2 separate regions of the Rattus norvegicus genome follow, and region 1 is linked to region 2. A link is a contact called in public Hi-C data. All regions are on one chromosome and are shown on one strand. Each heading gives the region's core, a stretch centred on a gene start, on an enhancer-like site or on the middle of the called end of the contact. The rest is flanking DNA. Distances are from core to core; before and after follow the strand shown.

What was found. Hi-C and Micro-C count contacts between places; a contact is called where the count stands out from the background.
Region 1: a Hi-C map of frontal cortex shows a contact between it and region 2, with 2.3 times the contacts expected there. The contact joins the enhancer-like site here to the promoter of Cdc45 in region 2. A contact is called at or near these places in 2 of 12 Hi-C or Micro-C datasets (the A7r5 cell line and frontal cortex).

The regions. Positions count from the first base shown.
Region 1 is chr11:96,045,122-96,051,362 of GRCr8, forward strand. Txnrd2 (thioredoxin reductase 2) reads right to left here. Exons shown (of 18, transcript NM_022584.3): 9 at 3,163-3,182; 10 at 2,322-2,413; 11 at 832-1,006. Among named protein-coding and RNA genes, the nearest start is that of Comt, 24 kb to the right of the region's middle. Within about 2 kb of position 4,795, at least 19 of the 93 cell types and tissues checked have an H3K27ac peak or open chromatin away from gene starts, as enhancers often do.
Region 2 is chr11:95,687,210-95,694,206 of GRCr8, forward strand. Cdc45 (cell division cycle 45) reads left to right here and starts at 2,969. Exons shown (of 19, transcript NM_001105866.2): 1 at 2,969-3,034; 2 at 3,182-3,241; 3 at 3,885-3,977; 4 at 5,469-5,606; 5 at 6,989-6,997. The coding sequence starts at 2,984. It overlaps Ufd1 (ubiquitin recognition factor in ER associated degradation 1), which reads right to left and starts at 2,214. Exons shown (of 12, transcript NM_053418.2): 1 at 2,117-2,214; 2 at 1-121. The coding sequence starts at 2,119.

The DNA.
Region 1 (6,241 bases), core at 3,545-6,044, 360 kb after region 2:
GGTCAGCTATCTACCTCAGGTGTCACTCCTCATGGGCTGCCCACCTTTTTCTTTGAGGCATACTGGCGCTCACTGAACAGAGCAGGCCATCTGGCCAGCCAGCCCCAGGGACCCGCCTTTTCTGCTTGCCCAGTTCTGGTATTACAAGGAGGTTCCACCAATGTAGCTTCTTAGTTTGGGTTCTGGGAAGCAAACTCGTACTTAAGCAGGAAGCACTGTACCAACTGAAAGTCTCTGCACCCCTCCACATATCATTTTTATGAGGAAAACAGCGGCTTAAAACAGCTGGGGCGTTACACACCTATGATCCCAGTACTTGGAAAGCAGAGACAGGAAGATCTGGAGTTCAAGGTCATCTTTGGGTACATATGGAGAGTGAGGTTATCCTGCGCTATGTGAGACACTGCCTCAAAGTGAACAGAGAAAACTAGCTTGAATTTAAAATGCCAATAAAGCAAACATCTAATTCATTAAAGATAAATCTATCAAGGTTTGAGCCCTAGAGGAATCTCTAGGTTTTATACTGAAGCCGTATAAACAATCTGTGAAGGCTATGGAAGGCCTCACACACCTTTGCTAAATGATGGCCCCAACAAATCTCTTTTATGATTTGCATTTCTAGAATATCATATAGCAATGGGGAAAGAAATAGAAAGACAGTGTGCCCGGGACAGCCAGGTGTGGGTAGTGTGGTCTGCAAAGTGTACCAGACCGTGGTTAACCTGAGCAGCCAGCAGAATGGAGGATCCGAGAGGTAAAGGGTAGGAAGGTGAAGGACATATGGTTTCCTTGAGCTAGAGACCATGTATGAGTGGCTCGCCGCATCCTTACCTATGGCCCACAGGACAGTGTCAAAGGTGCCCACGTCCTCCTTGCCAGAAGCGAGATCCTCCCAAGTGACCTGCAGTTGGTTAGTCGGGAGTTTTCTGATGAGGGAGGGGACACAGCCTTTCAGGAACCGGGTGCCATGAGACTCCATGTGCTCTGTGACCAAAGACGCCATTTGCTGCAAAGCACGAAGAGACACCATGAGGACTAAGTCACTACTGGCAACAGACACCGAGAGGCCCTAACTTCCGCCTTGCTCTCAATGCCTTGGTAGGGCTCCAAAAGGGTTCTGCACAGAGAAGAAGGTGGGGTGCCCACTACCCCACCTCCGGGTCCCCTTGCCAAGTCAGAGAAGCCCTCAGTTTCCTCCTGGCTCCCAGGTCAGACCCTAGGAGCAATGTGAGGACAAATTCAGCCTTCAGCCTCCTCTCAGGCTCATGGGATCCACTTCCCGCCCAGTCCCCACTGACTGTCACCAACACCAGCTCACTGCCATCAGGAAGTGGATGGGGGAGGGATGGTGTGTGTGTGTGGGGGGCGCTGTCAGAAGATTCTTATTCCCAAGAAATGCAGAGACAGCAGTGCAGGCCCGGATTGGGGGTTGGCAAAGGTGTCGCATTCACCTCTTTGTCCAGGGGCCCCATGTCTCCCCAGCCCAGCTGCAGCTGAGGCCAGTTCCCAGGCCAACAGCAGGGACTAGACACAACTTCTTAAAGGGCATAATAATCACCATTTAAATCCTGTGACATCTGCCTACGCAAGGTGGTGCATGCTGGACTACATGTAGGAGGAGCCCTTTATATCAGAGGCACATCTCAGCTTGTCCAAGCAAGGGGCTGCCTGGCACTCTACACGCCAGCAGATGCCTGAGGGACTCAGACATACAGGTCTCTAGGGGCGTCTACGAGGCTGTTCGGTGCCCAGAGGGTCTGTTCCCACGTGGCCTGAGCCCCCGTCTCTATAGACCCCTTTACATCTGCACCCTGTTGGCTGCCAGCATATCCCCTGGATGCTCAGATTCTCCAGATGTTGTGTCCCTGTAGAGGGGCTTGGTATGCACACCCTCAGCTATGGTGGCCCAGCTTTAGGATGAAGCCACACGAGATAGAAAGACATTTGTGGGGGAGGGTGATGGGGCCAGGGGTCATGAGACCATGGGTCCAGTTCATTGTATCTTCAGGTGACTTTCTAGGCTTCTGTCACCGGAACTTAACATGACTTGGGGTTGAAGTGTCTTTGGTAGAGGACACGGAATATTTGACATCTCAGTGATAACTCAAACTTAGGTTTTAAGGAATGGCTTATTTGGGGAACGGGGCCTGAAACACTGCTCAGGTCGGCTTCATTCTCAGGCTCAGATGACCCTCCTGCCTCAGCCTCTCAAGTGCCAGAACTATAGGCTGGTGCCGAGATGCCTGGCTTTAAGGAACTGCTTCTGAGGATCGAGGCCTCTCCCCAAGGCCATAGCCACACCTGCTGGGGGCAAGTACTACCTGGTCAAAGCCTCGGAGGGGCACGCTGCGCATCATGACCGTGGTATCCAGGCCAATACCAGTGAGGAAGCCGGCACACTCCAGGGCCACATCTGCAGCAGCAGGCTAAGGCGTACTGACTGACGTGAGAGGGAGCAGAAGGGCAGAAGACCCTGGCCCCTGCTCTCACAGCCCAGGGTCCCATGTTCCTGCTCAGCACCATCAGAGGCCTCTGAAGAAAGCTGCAGGGATTCCCTAACCCCAGGTCTCAAGTGCATAAGCTGACAGCCCCAGCTTCAAGCTCTCCCAACAGTACCCACAGGCCAGATAGTTTATGCCTCCACGGGGCTTCCATCTGGCTCTGGTGTTTCGTCTCAACCGCCAGGAGAGAGGGTGGAGATTCAGTGGCCAGACCCAAGGAGAAGAGCCTTGTGTAGAGCCACAGAACACTGCCTGTGGCCTGTGCTCCTATGTCAGCCTGAGACTCCAGTGAGGGCTTTCATCTTCCCTCCCACATCCTGTCCTGACCCTGAGCCCCTCAGAGTTCCCCTCTTGACCCTTCCTGATCTGACTGCTTCTCCCGCAGGAGTGAGGTCAGATCAGGGCTGCTCTCCAGGGACATGCTCATCATGGCCTTCCTGACTGCCTTGCAGCCCTCTCCAGCTGCCTCAGCAGGCTTAGTGTGAGGCTCAGGAAGCAGCAGCCTTCAAAGGTCAGACTCAAATCGTTCCCTGAGCCCAAACCCCTCCTAACAGGTCCAGCTGAGTCCCCACACAGGAAAACAGAGTATCTGGGAGGGAAAATGGGAGAGGGGCTAAGCACCCTTCCTGACGATGGCCACCTGCACTTTGGCAAAGGATACAACTGGCTCCAACCACCAACCTGCAGAGAAAAGCAGCAGAAAGCACGCTAAGTGAGTACCAGCAAGGCCACAAGCTGTTGTTCCGCGGCTGGGACAAAGACGAGCTCTGCAGGCTTCCTACCAGGTACTCCCGAGCCAGTCAGAGTGGGAGCAAACACTTCCCAATCACTACAGCTATGGAACAGAACACAACAAACAGTCAACTGAACCAGCAAATCGCCTGGTGCTGAAGGGTGCATGGTCAGTGGCTTGTGAAAAGTCAAGGCAGCTCCAGGCCCTGGCAGACATGTTGAGCGACGTCCCTCAGAAGCACGGGTTTCTCTCTGACCACAGGTGAGTCTTGTCTGAGGCTCCTCAGAACCTCTTGGGCCAGGATAGAAGCAGGCATGACCCAGGGCACCAAGAGGACCAGAATGGGGACAGTGGCTTATGGGAAGCAGCAACTATGACCAGGGCCCATGACTGTCTGCCTAAGCCTACAACGCCTAGGCCCAAGGCCAATGGATCATCCCCCTGCCTTCCTGCCAGAGCCAGGACATGACACTGCGACCCACTGGAAATAGTCATTTTAATGCTCTCTTGTGGCTGGCTCCACACTCCACATACATGTACATGCATTCACACACACATGCACATGTGTACACACATACAGGAAAATGCAAGCATGAAAAGTCATTTGTATGCAAATACACACTATAAACACACTGGCATAGACATGTAGTCACACACACCTGTCCACATCCTCTCATGTGCACACCCATGCAAACACACAGGCACATATGTGCACACTCATGCAAAAGGACTGAGGAACAGAGGGTTCCCAGCCAGGGCGACTGCACGTGGGTGGGCTCGTCAGATCACCCTTCAGTCTTTGAACAAGAGCAGGTGATGTAAGGACGGATAAGCCTGATGTCAGTACTAATCCTGGCAAGTACTAATGATATAATTCCATTTCAAAAAGCGGCGGATCCCTCAGAATACTTGTGCAGGTGCCCTGCGGGAACCATCTGGCATGCGGCTCTGCACGGGAGCTGGGGACAGAACCACACTTACTGGCTGAGTACAAGATGGTCCCAGCTGGTCATACAATACTACTCAGCATGCGATGGATGTGGACAGGGGTCCTGGGATCCCCAGCAGGCGGGAAAAGCAGACGTGCTTTCTAGGCCCCTGAAAACACCCCCTGCACACGCCCACACAGGTGCAGCATGTCTGCAGGAGAGGTGCTTCCCAAAGTATAAAGCCTAACACTTTTGCATTTGATGTATACAGTGAGAGCTCTGAGCCACTTAAGATATGAAACTACGAGTTATTTGAGATGCAAACAGAATGGAGCTGCTTTGATCATCTTGTCTCACCTGTAGGACGGATGGTAAGAAAGTCTGTGAGCATCCAACAAGCAGTGCCCCTTCTCTCAATCCCCTAACAAGCAGTACCCAGCCCACCCCTCCCGACAAACCACGGAGACTCTAGCCCAGTGGGGCGACATCAGTGTAACCCTTCTGTTGATGACTGGGCCTCTCTATTTATCTCAAGCTCCCTTCAGACTCCCCCAAGCTAGCTGTATCCCCCAACCCCCAATCCTAGGCCCTCCCACCACACTGCTGAGCATGAAGCAAGCAGTCTCCTGGATCTGATTCTCGTGTTTCTGCAGTCCACGTGTGCCTCCCAGCCTCCCACAAAGCAGGCTGGGTGTAGGAGATGGGTGGGCCGGCAGCCAGGGATCACCATCTGCTCCAGCAGAGACCCATGAGCACCGTGGACCTCCTTCTGAGGTGGCCCCATAACAGAAGGTGGGGCACCATTTCCCAGGTGCCCCCAGCCCTCAGGCCACCAAGTCCAAATTGTGAACACTAGAGCACTCACAGGAAAGACAGACACCCATAGGCAGGCACATTCCTGGGGGTGGGGGAGTCTTGAGAGTGTGCTAAGGCCTCTACAAAAGCGCACATCTTGCTTGAATGGACAGTGACCTTGGGCCATTTGTTTTATGAGCTATGATGATGGTCAGCACTGGTTTTCTTACTCCACCTCTCCCTCTAATTGACCAATTAATGGGAATGCTTATTCTTTGAAAGATGAACACAAGAACTCAGAGGACTGAGGTTCTAGAGATGGCCACGCATGTCAATAATCCCAGCCCTTTGGAAGTGGAGATAGGAGGATCGTAAGTTCAAGGCCGACTTGAGCTACATAGTCTAAAGCCAGCCCTGACCTTATCCTGAAAAACAAACAAACAAACACCACTGGAACAAAAGCAGAGACAAAACTGAAGCTTCTGGATCCCGAGTCAGTCCCAGAGAGAGGCTGGCAGCTGTAGGTTGGCCCCGACTGGCCACACTCTCCAGGACCAGCCTCAGAGGCACAGTGACCAGTGCATCTGCAGCCTGGGAGACAGCAGTGATGGCAGTTTGGAAGGCTGTTTGGAAGTCCGGGACTTAACACCACATTTAAAAACCAGCGCACAGATCTTTGTTCAACCAGTAGTCACCATCCCGCACTCTGGTAGCCTTGAACCGTGTGTGTGTGTGTGTGTGTGTGTGTGTGTGTGTGTGTGTGTGTGTGTGGTGTCTCTGTGCCTTTTACTGTGCCAGCATTCTCCATGGGTGCATGAGTACCATGAGATTAGTCTAATCACAGGGTGGCTTGCTTGTCAGAATTGAAAGCAGGAGGAAGCAGACACGGACCTGTGAAGCTAGGCTTACAGTCTGCCTCTCAGCCTGGAGGACCCTAATCTTCTCTCCAGGAGGCACAGCCACACAAGTGACAGTCTCACAAGAGCACCTGGCCTCTTGGTAGCACTACCAGTCCAGGAAGTGCCAGTCAAGCCTCAGAGCTCCACGGAAGCAGCACAGAGGAGACAGAGGAGACACCACAGTCCTGGATCCTGGTGGAGCGGGCTCCCGACCTGCCTCGACCTGCCAGCAGCACCCAACCCTTGGGGGCCTGACAACCCCCACCCCCGCCCCCACCAAACCCTGAGTAGTGGAAGCTACCCAAGGTCCTTGCCCCACACAGGCAAACAAGCAGAAAAGCTGAGAATCAAGTCCTAGGCTGATAGCTGCTCTCCCTTCTGCTA
Region 2 (6,997 bases), core at 1,719-4,218:
TCTCCACATCTGACCTGTCATTAGGCCCTGCTAGCATGGATACAGAGAAGCAGCGGTACTGCGTGGAGAAGCGGTTCTGGAAGACCCGGGGAATCGGGTGGTCAAACATGTTGAAAGAAAACTAGAAGAAAGAAAGAAATGGTATTATTATTAAAACAAAGAAACTTTAAATAGGCCACTGTATCTAGTGCAAAAGAATGTTTCTTTAGGCCAAGCACTAAACATAGCAAGTCATCAGTGCTTATAAATGTGGTCAAAGAACACAGAAAACTAAAATCCCAACTAACCAGAATGTTCTGACTGCCTAGGCAGCACAATGAACCTCAAATCCCTTTTGTCTCCCAAAGACTTATCCCTCAGTTCCAGTCTCCATTATCTACAGACAGTGCAACTTTACTAAAATACAAAACCAGGCCTTCGAGTCCCACCTTTCTGTTACTATTCCCTACTCTCGAGATCAAGGCTGCACCTTCCTTACACTTCATAGACACTCATTACCAACCACTCACCATCTCCTAGCCTAATGTTCAGAAGTCACCTCTTTTCTGAGTGCCTACTATTTGTGTGACTCTAATCTGGACTTTGGGGACATCACTTTAGTAATGTTTGGGTACTTAGAAGGCAGATTATCACCTCTGCCCTAGTGAACCCAATATAAAAGACAAGGAGATAACAATAAAATACCTATGCCCAGGAGTTTGAGGAAGAAGCAGGTCTGGGCACAGAGAGCTATGGATGTTAAACAAGTGTACAGGAGGAGATCCTCATTAAAGACCTACATGTCTTGAGTGTCAATTGGGCAAGAAACACAAAACAGCACTGCAGGTGGTGGGAAAGCAGTTGCCCATGTGTGTACTCCTCCATCTGGCTTTTAATACAATCCTTTTTCTTTTCCAGTGAGCCTCCCTTGCTCTGGTAGGCTTCAGGGTTGGTGCTTCTCCAGATGTTCCCAGCACACAACAGACATGAACACTGTGTATCAAACATTGTCTCACACCAGCCAGCAAAGTCAAGACATGAGGGACTACATCCAAGATTGCCTGCTGACCTTCACATGCACAGATGCGCACCCAAGCACAATGACTCACGCACCCAGCGCCGGGCCTCTATTCTCAGGCCCAGGTGCACACCAACACCCTCCTCCAATAAATTGCAAAAGATGATTCTTCAGTTACTAGCACAGAAGTAGAACTGTCTGACTCAAGTCTTAGGTGTATAACCCACAAAACCCTTTTTGAATGATGGGTTAGGGGGTGTGTGCTCATCAAAGCTCCTTCTCCTATGCCATCCATCTAGCCTACTGCTTCTTCTTGAAACATAAACAACATACACAAAGTATTGCCACACTCCTAATAGTATCTTTCCAACTCATCCACCCATGGGCACCTGCTCCTCCTTCACCGCTTCTACCATCCATGTTTACTTCCTTTAAAGCTTGGATGCCTAATACATGAAGCAGTCAGTGCCGGCATCAGTAGTCAGTGCCAGTGAAGCATCATTGCAGCCAGATGGACTTGACTTCCAACCTCTGTGCCTCTACCTCTCAGAGTTTTAGTTCTCTCGGTTAGTATAATAACTACCTATGTTCCATGGGGAATGCAGGAATTAAATAAGTGTACGTTGATAGAAAAAAAAGCGCCCCAAATATTACCTATTGCCATTATCGCAACGTGAATGAACACAACGTGACATACATCCTAAAACATGATCTCTACTAAATAAAATGCCGGGGAACTTTGGCAAAGCTAATGGTCCTTCGGATTCTCCTCCCTCGCACCACTCTCCAAGAACTCTCCAGTTAACTTCGAGTTCATGGAAACCTGTTGCGTGTCGAGAGCACTTATGAGAACTACCGACATAAAGGAACAGGTTCCTTTCTACTCTTCAGGGCTGCAGTCCCGCCGAAAGGCATACGAGTCATGACTCGGACAAGCTAAGAAGAAAAGAGGCGGCTCGTAATTATGGATACCACTTGGGACAGAAGCGCTCCGGACAGTGGAGCCGGCCGATACAGGCCCGGGTGACTCGGCACCTCCGCCACCAGGTCCAGGCCCTCCCTGCCGAGCGCCAGGGGCAGCTCTGGCATCACCCGGCTCGCGATCCCCGGCCAGCTCACCATGACTGACAGCGCTTGGTGATGCCGCTTCTTTTCCTGAACCTTACAATAGAAACCCAGAGCTCCCTCTTCGCAGCCGAGGCCACCGCTCTGAAGCCCAGAACCCGCGAGAGGCTCGCCGGAAGTGACGAACGGAGGGGGCGGGGTACGGAGGCCTGGAGTCAGCAGCGTATAATCAGAAAGTCATGGAAAGGCCTGAGGTTTGAAAATTATTTAAAGTAAACATTAAAACACTTGATAACTGGTTTCACAAGACAGCGATTACTTAAAATGTTTAGATAGTACTCCCTCCCGAACAACTTGATATGAGTACTCCCTTCCGAACAACTTGGTAGGGTCCGTTCTCTTCACTGACTACAATACCCAGAATGCAGCTAGAGCTTCCGGCGTTGACCCCGCCATCATGGATTCGGGCGGAAGTAATCTATAGCTCACTCTAATTCGACAGTGTATTGAGAACGTAGTTGCAGCCTTCAAACAATGTGTAACTGAATTTACTTTATGTCTAAGAGTATATTTTTCTGACTATTCCAGGGTCAGATAGTAGACATTCCTTCCCGAAGTAAAGATGTCCGCCAAGCGTAGAGGGCTTTGGGTAACTGGAAGTTAGCGTCAACACGAGCAACAAGGTTCGCAGCCGGAGTAACGATGTTGCTTCTTTTTGCGGGGCGGGCGGATCTTATCCAGCTGCGAATCGCAGAGCATTATTGGCTGTCCCCGTAGGACCCAATCAGAAAGGAGGAAAGACTAAGAACTATTGGCTGCTGGCGTGGACCAATCGGAAGAGCTGTGATTTGGCGGGAGTCTTGAGGACCTCCGGGCTGTCGGTGTCTCAGCGCCAGCTCTAGGTATCCGGCCGCTGTGGCTATGTTCGTGACCGATTTCCGCAAGGAGTTCTACGAGCTAGTCCACAACCAGGTGACTCCCGTCCAACGATCCTGATCAAAACTTTATCTGAGGGGAGGGATGAGGGCGAGTGTCCGTGGATGGGCCGGGAGGTCAGGGTGTTGCCACAGACTTTGGTGTCCCTGTACTCAACTCATCTGTCGGTGTTCGCTTCTACAGAGGGTCCTTCTCTTTGTGGCCTCGGACGTGGATGCCTTGTGTGCTTGCAAGATACTTCAGGTGAGCTTTGAAAGCCTTAGGAAGATAGGACTGAGGCGAGAGGTGACGGGACAGGGTTGGCCCCAGCAGGAGGCGGGGCGCAGAAGGGGAGGGACCAGAAGAAATAGACAGGAGGTGAGTTAGTCAAAGGATCCTCTGACCTATACCGAGACTAGAGAAGTGTCGTGCAAATGGTGAGACAAGTAAATAGTGGTCTTTACCGTAACCCAAGTGAAAAGGGTTCCACCTCTGAAATCTTTGAACGTGTAAAAGATGGAATCTGAGATAAGGAACGTGACAGCTGGGCGTGGTATCATAGCCAGTGCTGGAATTACCGGAGTCCCTGGTCTGTTCGAGAAGATTATTAGTTTGGGCTTTGATCATAGTGTGGTTTTTACAACGAGCTGGGCTCAGGATTTTTCAGAACCCCTATAATTTAAAATTAGTTTTTTCCCTTAATGTTTTACTCTGGCAAATTGTACAGATTCCTTATTGTACAGATTCAGATTGAACGCTCGCTCACAGGCTTGCCACCTAGCTTTACCAAACAGCATATCACATAGATCTTTGTCTCTCAACTCAACTAGTTTGCTTATTTGCTTCTGGTGATTCCAGGTAAGTTATCTTAAACGAGGGGTTTTTTGACCATGTGCTCTTCCTCCAGGCCCTGTTTCAATGTGACCACGTACAGTATACGCTGGTTCCAGTCTCTGGGTGGCAAGAACTTGAAACTGCGTTTCTTGAACATAAAGAGCAAGTATGAACTAATTTTAAAATAATTAAGCAGCTTTCCTCAGTTGCAGTTTCTTAATACTTAGCATTTGGCTAGTTCTGAAGTAGGGTAAGTGTGTTTTTGAAGTACCAGTTTCATTATGCTTGAAATTATGGTGGCAGAATCAATGTTGCCAAGGAATCACCAATTTGAGGCAAGTCTGAACTACATAGAGCAAGTCTGAGGCCAGCTTGGGCTACATAACAAGATCCTGTCTCAAAAGTAAAAGAGGTGTAGGTGTGGACCGCACCTACGCTGACCTCACTTGTTATTTTCATTTATTTATTTATTTGTTTGTTTGTTTATTTATTTTGTATCCCAAATCAGCCCCCCTCTTCCTATTCCCCCCCCCCAGTTCTTCTTCCTATTCCCCACCCCTTCTCTGAGAAGGGGAGCCCCCCAAGGTATCCCCACCCTGGCACATCACTGCAGGACTAGGCACATCCTCTGGCACTGAGGTCAGACAAGGCAGCCCACTTAGGGGAATGGAATCCACACACAGGCAACAAACTCAGGGACAGCCTCCCCTCCAGTTGTGGGATCCATATGAAGACCAAGCTGCATATCTGCTACATACGTGCACGGGGGAGTCGGGGCTTATAGGCTAGGTCTAGCTCATGCTCGCTCTTTGGTTGGGGGTTCAGTCCTAACCTCACTTGTTTTATTAGAATACAGCACTGTTTTATGTTATCTCTAGAAAATGCATTCCAGTTATCAAACACATTTTTTTCACTTCAGAATTAAGTAGTAGAACCAAGATTGCTGACCTACTTGGGACCATATGGGAAGTGGGATATTGAAGACCCTAAAGGGAGGGGGTAGGACATGCCAAAGCGTCTTTGGAGTCCCTGGCCACTCCTAAGATGACTTTGAAGAGATTCATTTATAATTTTGAGTTTTTCCGCCAGTATTGAGACACCATCTTATTTGCTAGCCCAGGCTGGCCCTGAACTCCTGGACAGTCCTTCCATGGCCTTCCAAGTGTCATATTACAGGTGTGAGCCCACAGGCAGGCGATTTGGTGTTACTAAGGCGGTACTAAGGTTTTTGCTATAGTGAGAGTTTACTAAAGGACTTACTATTTAGGGGGCCACAGGTGAGTCTGCCCATGATTTCCTGCAAACCTAACCCACACAATGCTGTTAACGAGATAAGCCGCAGAGGACAGGATAGTTGAGCAATATTCAGCGAGACTTCAGTATGTGCCTGAAGTCTTGCTTCTGCTCTTCAGTAGCTATCAGCACAAGTCTTAAGTTTATGGAGCCTCAGGAAGGCTCTTCAGGAAGCAAGAAGAACCTATTTCACAGTATCATCATGGAAAGACAATGAGACCAGCTGTGGGCAGTTTTCCAGCCACTTAGCATTCCTGCTGAGCCGTAACGTGCTCTGCAGAGGAGCACAGGGACTGGCAGTGTTGAGGGAGGAGGTGTCCTTGGTGCAGTGTCTTCCTTTACAGTGCCTCCTCCTTTTTTTCAGTTCTCCTATTTCATCCTCATAAACTGTGGCGCTAACGTGGACCTGTTGGATATCCTTCAGCCTGACGAAGACAGTATATTTTTTGTGTGTGATACCCACAGGCCAGTGAACGTTGTGAATGTGTATAATGACACTCAGGTACCCAGCATTTACGTGTGCTCTCCCTTTAGTCAGTCTGTACCTTTTTGTGCTGTGACAGCATCACACAGACCTTTGCAAAGCATGCTTCCCACTTTTCCAGCTAGGGGGCGTCTTCAGTACTAGAAGTGTAGTTTATCTGACTCATGTCAGCACAGCATTTGGAAGGTGGAGGATCAGAAGATGGCTCTACTGTACTTAGTCTGAACCTCAAAGCATTAATACAAAATGTGGCACAGACCAGCTGTTTAAGCCTTCTGTGATCTGCTCTTTCCACAAGGCTTCAGACTCTGAGATCCTCAAAGAAGGATCTCTTCAAAAGAAATCAGTCAGCAATTGCTATTAGAGACGAAAATTGTATTGTCTTAGGGGTCTTGATCCATTTGTGTCTCTATAAGAAAATATCCGAGACTGGGTACCTTATAGATAAAAGTTATATTCAAGAACATGGTGCAAACATCTGCTCTACTCAGTAAGACCCCTGTAGTGAGTGGTTTCCCCATAGAGGAAGTGTATAGGATAGTGAGGAAATTTCCATGGGAAGACAGGAACATCAGAGCAAGCCAATGAAGTTTTATAGCCGGGTGGCACAAGGAAGAAGCTCGACACACTTCTGAGAGATGCTGTTATTCCATCAGTAAGGAGAGAGCCCTGATGACCTAACACTTGCCAGGCTCCACTTCTTAATGGTTCTACCCCCTCAATACCCTACACAGGCAGCAAGCTTCAGGTGTGGTGGACCATTTGGGGGATAAACCATTATGACATCCAACCAGAACAACACATTCATATTCTCTATCAAAAGCCAACTGGTAGAACTTTTTCTTTTTTTTAATGTATAGCATAAGAAAGAAATGTTGGGGGGGGGGCAGAGAGATGACTCAGTGAACCTGGGTTCAATTCCTAGTACCCACATGGCAGCTTCTAACTGTCTATAACCCCAGTTCCATGGGATCTGACACCCTCATGATTTAATAATGCCATGCGGGACAGCTCTCGTGCCTTACTGGACTGTGCGAAGCAGCCTGAGCTCTGCTGTCGTGTGCACGGGAAACTTGGGAGCAGCTGGTTAAGAAAAAGTGAGATTCTACAGAACCAATATGATGAATGGTTTTCTGGAAAGGAGAGAAGAAAAACTGCATTGGTTTTTTTTTTTTTTTGTTTTAAGATTTATTTATTTATTATATATAAGTACACTGTAGCTGTCTTCAGATAAATCAGAAGAGGGCATCGGATCTCTTTACAGATGGTTGTGAGCCACCATGTGGTTGCTGGGAATTGAACTCATGACCTCTGGAAGAGCAGTCGGGTGCTCTTAACCGCTGAGCCATCTCTCCAGCCCCTGCATTGGTTTTTTTGTTTGTTTGTTTGTTTTATAATAGATCAAATTG